3 separate regions of the Danio rerio genome follow, and all the other regions are linked to region 3. Evidence: chromatin contacts called from public Hi-C data. All regions are on one chromosome and are shown on one strand. The core of a region is the stretch at or near the end of the contact, and the rest is flanking DNA. Distances in the headings are between cores, read along the strand shown. Region 1 has its middle 48 kb from the start of igf2bp2b. Region 2 has its middle 9.5 kb from the start of tmem41ab. Region 3 holds the start of vps8 (VPS8 subunit of CORVET complex).

Region 1 (2,928 bases), core at 195-2,694, 440 kb after region 3:
ATGTTAGAATATGAGCATTAAATACTACCTGATAGGCTTTTGATGAATGTTTGCACTTCTCTTAATCATCACTGCATACACTTCCCTTGTATGCTTTGGACTCAATATAAAAACTAAAGAACGCTCATAATGAAGCAAAAATTAACAAATGTTTCTCTCTCCCTCTCTTAGTTTGTATTTCTGCTTTCCAACCTTTTTTACAGTACTTATAGATCACAAATTTCAATGGTAAATGTCTTTTCTTAAGAGCTGGACTGAATAGAATCATATATATTTTTTTACTCCTCAAGTTTAAGCTTATAAAAGTATGATGAGCCTAAATAAAATATGACCCTTCGCAAACTGTTCCATTTCTTTAAAAAATAAAATAAAATGATAGTAAATCCATATGTCAGGCTTTACAGGGTTAAGACACAATTTCTGGAATTCACAGTACATACCAGAATACAGTCAGAGTGAATGTGAATTTAAAAAATCATTGCCCTAACTGTTAGTGAGTAACATTAATCAATACATCCTAGAAGTGCAAAGAAACAATTACAAGTACATTTCTGCTAAATATGAAAACAATTTCTTTAAAGCTAACTGTTATGCTGATTGATTTTATTACATATTTGCCTATATTGAGATTCTAATTTCCACTGTTAATTTCCTCTGCTAAAGATTTAAGTGAAACTTTTTTTTGTTCAAATTGATACGAAATGTTAAAATTAATAAAAATTATTTAATAATAAAAGGGAACAAATTCATCACTGCAAGTGCCACCACAGTAAAATATATATTTTTTAGAAAAACAGGAAATCTTCTAACTTTGTATATACAAAAAAGTGCATTTAAATGTAACATTTTAATTAACAACAGGATCCCAACTGCAGTGGAGTGAGTCAGTTCAGCAGAATGTAATGAAATCAGAAAGTGCCGAGCAGATACATTTCCCACACTGGAAACAATGCGAGTAAAAGATTGATGTTGGGATTTTAGGAATCAAAAGGAGTGTTCAAACAGATATCACACTGCTGAAAACTGCTATTTTTACACAGCCCTAATTAGCAGAAAAGGAATGCTGTTACAGAGGAAGAAAACACAAATCTGTAATTTATAATCCTAACAAGGATAACGAATAAAGAAAACAGAATATTTTAATATATAATCTTTATATTAATGACCAAATACACAAGATCATTGTGCATAAACTAAAAACAGTGACTAGCCAACTTAATATAAAATAGCATTTGCCCACACTCATCTGCTGTTCTAATCATGATAGCTACATTCAACATGTGTTCTGTGACAGGATTCCTCTGCATCAGATGACACAGGGTGACAGAACTGAAGTCCTGTTCACAGCGTGGCATCTGATCCGCTCGGCTCTAGTTACACATACACACACACACACACACACACACACACACACACACACACACACACACACACACACGCACGCGCACACACACAAGCCGGGTGCCTTGGCCCACTTCCACTGACTGTAGTAGCGCTGTCTCCGCACTACCGCATCTATGCAGATTTAATAAAGAAAAGTCTTTCCGAAAATGTACTTCAGCAAAAACATGTATAAATAAATAAAGTCACTACCTCCTCAAAAAATTTAATTTAAAAGGTTTTAAATCTTAAAAAAAAAATGAAAGTTCTATAAATTGTTTTATTAACTGAGTTATTTCAACTTAGTTAAATAGCAAAACAAAACAAGCATCTTTTGTGTGAAGATATAAAAAGAGCATTGGATTTTTAAACAATTTGCAATTTACTTTCAGATAATAATTATAAACTAATTATATAAACAGCAAACTAAATAAATATCTTATACTATCAATAATTTTGCTTCTATAGAATTTAAGCTCCATTAATTTTAATGCTTTGTTTTTTTAATTTAGTTTATTAAATGGCTTTGATAATTTTGATCAAATCATCGATTGATTCTGTATAACTTTGCTGACACACACTCTCAAACGATCTGTATTTCTAATTCACATGAAATTTAAAAGCACTGATTTAATTTGTTTTAACACCCAGCTTAAAAATAAACCCAATTTAGTGGAGCAGGCAACATTTTTTATTTTTATTTTTTAACTAAAATACAAATTTAATACAAAACGTATACTCAAAAGCTGAAAGAACCTTAAAAGTTCTGGTTTTGTGCATTTTTGTGATATTGCTGAAATTATGTTGCTCTTCAGATTTTAACAATTATCACCAATCAACATATTTAATGTTTGAATCTAAATATGTATCGTGTTCAATGTACAGTATTATTATAAATATTATACTTATTATTACAATGTTGTACATGTACAATTATTACCAAATAATATATTTAATAAATGAATCAAAATGTATTACAATAATTGTGATTATTATGGATCTGATTCTTTCTTGTGGAGTTAAATAGGACCCTTTTGCAATAACAATTTGCAATTTAATTGATCATCAGGAATGTTTTTTTTTTTCATGTACTTACACTGCAATATAAACTTACTTGAAACTTTTGAAAACTTAAAATGGTTAAAATAAAATCAACCATACAAACTAAACAAAAAAGCAAACAAACAGAACTCATACAATTTATTAAGTGTTAATAATGGAGGATAATTACAATTTAATTATAATTTAAATATCATTAGTGATTACACAATATTGACATCAAATTTTTGTTTATGTTGTTATTAAAACATAGAAATAGATTTAATTGGGAAATTAGAATGCTTTGCCACAAACACAGCAACAAATTGAAAAATCTGTAGATTAAAATGTACGACAATAAGCTTGTATAAAATGTTTAATATAGAAACAGTTTCAAACAAATTGAAAATTAGTTTAAAACCTGGACTGTAAAAAAGGTTCAAATGCAGCTCCATAGCCACACAAAGTACAACAATGTACCCTATTTAAACGACACAAATTTTCAGTTTG
Region 2 (2,814 bases), core at 208-2,707, 340 kb after region 3:
TGAGCTTTTAAGTCAACTCTGCCATCAAGTGGTAATGAAGTAGAACAAACCTTTCCAGTCCTCTGCTAAAAAGAGGGTTGTTAAAATGCAGGTTAAGACTTGATTAAAGACATTGTACGATTTATTTTCACAATTATTTTCACTGTGTGGGTCAAACTGGCATACAGTTTTATTTTATGGATAAATAAACATTCTTGACCTACTCTTTTTTTTTTTTTTTTGCACATTTGATGACATTACTAGCCAGAAGTTATTAATTAAGCAAATATTCCCTTAGTTATCATGCTCTCTTTACTTTGTTGTACATGATTAAACTGTCATGCTGTTCATGAAGTCTGACTGAAATCTGTTTTATGAGGTGACTTTACGCAAAAACGCAGCCTTCAAAGACTCTGCCTGATAGTGCAGCAAGGTTACATCTGCCTGACCTTTTAACACAACCAACAAACATATGTATTGCACAAGTCATCTACTAGTTTCATCAATAATAAAAATGACTTATTAAACATTTTTTAAAAATACAATTTTTTTTTTAGATAATCAACTTCTGTTCTGTGATGCTGTGTCAACCCTCGTTCTATATCTGTTGGTGTACTAAAGATACTGATAAAGTCTTTTTGTAGTATTTTTTTTTTTGTTCTATTTTCTTTGATTAAGTGATTTTTTATTAAATAAAAATTTGTTAAAACGTCAATAATGAAATAAATAGGGAAGCATCAAAGCTCTAGTGAGAATTATTCTGCTTTTATCACTTTCAATGAAATGCCAATTGAAATGTGATAATTTATTGGTTTCACCTTGGTGACAAGGTTGCACGTCCTCATAATAAACCACCATCTTGCAATCACCGCCTCTGTCATCATACCCATGTTATCATGTGTGTTCTGACACACACACACACACACATAGGAGAAACATATGATTTATGTTGTGGGATGGTTATCAGCTGAAGTACTAAAAACATACACGGTGAAAGGTTACATTTTTATTTTTATTTTTTACGTTTTTTTAATCAGCAGGATGAATGATTCAGTGACACTCATTAAGTTCAGGCACACTAATGTAAACATCAAAGCTTAAGATTTATGTGGGCTACTCATACTATAAGACCCGATTGTTGAGCAGCAACTTGACTGCTCACACTATACATGTGACATCAAGGTTGCACCCTTCATGGTTGCATGGCAAACTAGCATATGGTGCATTTACACCATCTACTGAAAAGCTTGAATGAAAGGGCTTTGGGGGCTTAAGCCCCTGATGTATTGTCAAAAGCCCCTGATCTTTTAGAATTTGATGCACTTAAATAAAAATAGGTTGTATAACATTTATTTTGTTATCTAAGTACTTAAAATGACCACATGCATCACGCACATTCCACTTAAAGCAGCATTTGTGTCTGGTGATTAAATAGTCAGCTGTTCAGCAGTACCTGTTTCTACCGGCAGGTTGGAGTGGCACTGTTGTCACATAGTGTTAAAAAAATCCCGCCACTGCACTCTCATCATTCCTTCATTATTTTGAGGAGCTGAAGCTGATGAGGTAATAATAAAACTGTTTCGCGAAACTGAATAATTCCAACTACTGATGAAGCTTAATATTTGTTTTCATAAAATGTGTGTAGTTTTGGTGAAATAAAATAACTAATCAATAATATGTGCATCATATAAATGTAAATACATGCGAATTAGAGAAAAAAAAACGTAAATTGTATTAGCTTAGATATGATAAAGATATCTAAACATATTTATCTAGATATGATATAGCCCGTCACATCTGTTCCTATAATAGTTAAATGACAGTGAGCATATTATTTTATAGCTACTGTAACATGGTTCTGGGGGATGAACTGTGAACTCCTTTCGACTCTAGCAACGCCCCTGCCTGTGCCAAATGCAAATGAGCTGGTTCTCCCTGCCCACCATTCCCACAGTGCTTGTCAAAGACACAGAGATAGCTCTCTATTGCTCTGACACATCATGTCTCCATTTTCTTATGTCACATCAACAGCACAGCGACAGATAAAAATTAGAAATACTATAGTAATAGTATGGTTGTTTGATGTACTTGTTGTGAAGTGAATTAAAGCTTTTCTGGAGCAAAGAGTCGCACACACAAGTTTGCGTGAACACACACACGTTTAACTTTGCACTGTTTGCATGGCAAATGTGACAAGAAACACATTAATATCCACTATGTGTATGTTATGTACAAAATAAACCTGATTTAAAGAGCAAAATCAATATTGAAGCGATTGTACTGACATGCAGCTGTGGTGATGAATTACATAGTGATTTTACTCTTTACTTTAGAGTAAAGTTTATTTTAAAGGCAAGTTTATTTTATTAGAAACATGCACTGTTTCAAAATATTTTAAACTTGTAAAACTTATTCTTGAGCTGAACAGACTTTTTAATCCCAGTTGCTTTGCGCATGTCCTGTCTTGTGGATACACGTGTTACTATGGAGACATCTTAATACGCGGCTGTCAGTCAATTCGATTGGTAGAAAAACCCGCACTGCTCCTGTCAAGTTGCGGTATCCTTAGAACTGCAGGGATTTGGATTCTATTTTAACATCAGGAATTTTAAATAAAGAGACTTATTGTGTTTCTATCACTCTATTATGACTGTGTACGCACTATAGACACAGTTCTGTTCAAACATTTTTATCATGGGTGCCCTTTAACACACATACACAGGCTGTCTGCCTTATGTTAGACACAAATGGCCCATTTCCACTGAGCGGTATAATATGGTACAGTTTGGTACTTCTTTACAGTATGTCCATTTCCACTGTCAAAAGGTACCAAAA
Region 3 (3,194 bases), core at 229-2,728:
GAGAGGAAGGCTAATATCTTCCACTTAAAAGCTGCTGTCAAACTTTATTTAAAAACACTTAAAGCAATCAAAACTGTAAATACGGGCCTACTCCAAGAACTAAACTTCTCTTCTCTACAGTAATTGTTATGTTTATTTGCTCTTGTTAATTTTCTTTCTTTCTTTCTTTTGTAATTTTGCTTACATATTTTATGATAAAATGTGAATATCCTATTGAAAGATTTATACATTTGGTTGGAAATGTTCAGCATATACACATACATCAATTTATAAAATCTGTGATATAAATGATTGCATATTTATCTTGTATACAACTTAAATAATTAAATAAATAAAAAAAACAAACAAACAGTATAATAATAATATATGATAATGATAATGATAATGAAAATGATAACAACAACAACAACAACAATATTAATAATAATAATAATAATAATAATAATAATAATAATAACGTGTTTTAAAGAAAACGGCATAATTTAAAAAAAACTGCATTTCTATTTCTATTGTATTGCCTTTCTGTTCAGATTTATATTAAATTACAATGATGATGGAGTTAAGTGAAGGCTTATTTTATAGAATTAATTAATTTATAAGTGAATTAAATAATTTATAAGTGAGAATAATAATAATAATTGCGGCGCATTATGTAGTCCTGTCGCCTCACAACAAGAAGGTTGCTGGTTCATGTATGTATGTATGCGAATGACTGTGTATGGGTTTCCCAGTAATGGGTTGCAACTGAAAGAGCATTCGCTGCGTAAAACATATGCTGGATAAATTTGTGGTTAATTGCGACCCCAGAATAATAAAGGGACTCAGCCGAAAAGAAAATTAATGAATAAATGAATAATAATAATATTGATAATACAGGGAATTTGGTGTTTTTTATGTATTTTTAAGTTTACTAAATTAAAATTACCACTCAAGAAAGACAGGTAGTAAGAAGAAACTCTACTGATATCATACGATGGTAATAACATTTTTATTAAAGACACAACTTTTTATTTTTATTTTTTATTAAAGAATGCAAATATACAACCACAATCAGGAGATCGACATAAAATTGAGAAAAATACAAATTACATTAGCAGCAGAAAGAAAAAAAAAAAAAGATTAACAAAACAAAGGAAGGGGTGAGTAATTTACAATTGTATAAAAGTGTATGAAAATAAATTAAGAGCATTAGGAAAGCGTTCTAATCAGAGTCAATAGACAACAGCTCTTTATATAGAACCAGGAATCTGACACATTTTTTGTTTTACACATACAGAAAGATTTGAGCAGTGAGTCAACTTCAATCAGAAAATGTAAAAGAAAATGTAAAATGTAAAAGAAAATTGAAGCCATGCATTTTTTGCTTATGTATAAAAAAAATCCAAACAAGTTAGCCGGATATGTTTTTAAAGACACGACTTTTTATAAACAGGAAGTTGAATGATTACGTATGCCGTGAAGTCCCGCCTTTTCCGACAACAACTAGGATGTAGTCTGTTGCTGTAGTGCATTTTGACTACAGCTGATAAAGATATAACTTGATGATATTTTATCCAAGAGCTGATCTTTGACAGTACAATGGCTGAGTCTCCAGACTGTCGGAGTCTTGTTTCTGCGTCGTCACAGCTCAATTTAATGGAAATAGAGGCGGTACGTCTGAGATTGACTAACGTTAACGTTAAGATGATTCAGTGTCTATGATTGTGTTAATTTTTGTTATAATTGGTTTGCTTATTTACAGGTTATTAGATAGGTGCGCTTTATTTATGCTTCTTTCTTTTACGTTTGTCACTGAGGTCGTGATTGTTTTGTGCATAACCGTTATATGTTTTTGTAATGTATTATTGTTATTATATTGTATGTATGGTAAGAATCCTCTGCACTTCTTTATAGCTCTGTTCTTTGATACATGTGCGTTTTAATAGTAAACATGCATTTACATTGTAGATTGACGATAAAGAGTTTGACATCCCTCAAGTGGACACACCTCCGACCCTAGAAAGCATCCTTAATGAGGTCAGTATCAGACTGTCTGTTTTTTTTATTGTTCCCTATCAGCACCCTCAAGATATTAGATGTGCAGATTCACCAGTCGAAGGTTAGAACGCACCTTTATGCTCTTTTCAACGTTTCATAACTATATGTAGAGACAGTTATGAAACCAAGTGACACATGTAAATGGGTTTATGGGAATTATGGATAGACCAAGATTTTATAAAAAAACCCTAATGTAATATTATCCACTTTTCCAATCAAATGTTTAAAATAATTTGTGAAGAAATTAAAGGGATTGTTTACCTCCAAATAAAATGATATGCTAAATTAAAAACCCCCACAAAAACTAGGGATGCTCCAATCAGGATTTTTGCAGCCGATACCAAGTACTGATTCTTTGTCATAGTGATTGGCAATGCATAAAGCACATTTTTCCTCTACGTATGTTACTTAAGTGGAGATATCTTCTTACCCAAGTTAAAAAAAAATTAAGGATGTTGCAAATTACCCCTTAAACATTTCTCTTATAGCCATTTAGGTGTGAACATGTCATGGTCAAAAGAAGATTTACAGAAAATAATAGATAAAATCTAAAAAAATTGGTCAGAAAAATGACAAACAAAGCAATATGAAAACATTTTTCAAATTGCATATTTAATGCATAAGAAGTTCAAATGCACACATCCCTTACTTCTTTACTAAAATAGACCTATAAAGTACTGTTTATTGCAGTAAGTATATTACAAGAAGTTATATTATTAAATCTTTATGTAAAAAAAAAAAAAAAAAAAGTTTTATTTATGTAATTTTCCAGCCAGGTTTTAGTGAAATTGCAATATTGTCAAAAACACAAAACATTCAGTGTTTTATGTAAAAAGGCCTGAATACATGCAAGGTCATTCTAATATTTTGCTCGTCCCCAACTAACACAAACCCTTGCAATCGGTTCATGATATCAGCCAGATCAGCAAGTACCGATTGAGTAATGATAGCAAACTGTGGCTGACTAATTGGAGCATCCCTTACGAAAACTGTAACATTATTCAAGGAAGAGATGTAAATTGTGTTACCATTTACTCATCATTCACTTGTTGCCAAACTCTTTCTCCTGTTGAATACAAAGAAAGTTATTCTGAGGAATATTGGGAAAAAAGTGTTATTAACATCCACAGTAGCAACAAAATATTCTATGGAAGTCA

The links. A called contact is a pair of places that touch in the nucleus more often than the background predicts.
Region 1: a contact with region 3 is called in a Hi-C map of an unstated tissue, with 5 times the contacts expected there. The contact joins the enhancer-like site here to the promoter of vps8 in region 3. A contact is called at or near these places in 2 of 18 Hi-C or Micro-C datasets (hematopoietic stem cells and an unstated tissue).
Region 2: a Hi-C map of an unstated tissue shows a contact between it and region 3, with 2.8 times the contacts expected there. The contact joins the enhancer-like site here to the promoter of vps8 in region 3. A contact is called at or near these places in 3 of 18 Hi-C or Micro-C datasets (caudal fin, hematopoietic stem cells and an unstated tissue) and 1 of 4 datasets of contacts at active chromatin or transcription factors (caudal fin).

The regions. Positions count from the first base shown.
Region 1 is chr1:34,097,322-34,100,249 of GRCz12tu, forward strand. It overlaps a transcript of igf2bp2b not described here. Among named protein-coding and RNA genes, the nearest start is that of igf2bp2b, 48 kb to the left of the region's middle. Within about 2 kb of position 1,445, at least 10 of the 62 cell types and tissues checked have an H3K27ac peak or open chromatin away from gene starts, as enhancers often do.
Region 2 is chr1:33,999,129-34,001,942 of GRCz12tu, forward strand. No RefSeq gene overlaps it. Among named protein-coding and RNA genes, the nearest start is that of tmem41ab, 9.5 kb to the right of the region's middle. Within about 2 kb of position 1,458, at least 4 of the 62 cell types and tissues checked have an H3K27ac peak or open chromatin away from gene starts, as enhancers often do.
Region 3 is chr1:33,661,866-33,665,059 of GRCz12tu, forward strand. It overlaps vps8 (VPS8 subunit of CORVET complex), which reads left to right and starts at 1,479. Exons shown (of 45, transcript NM_001080616.2): 1 at 1,479-1,650; 2 at 1,948-2,016. The coding sequence starts at 1,579.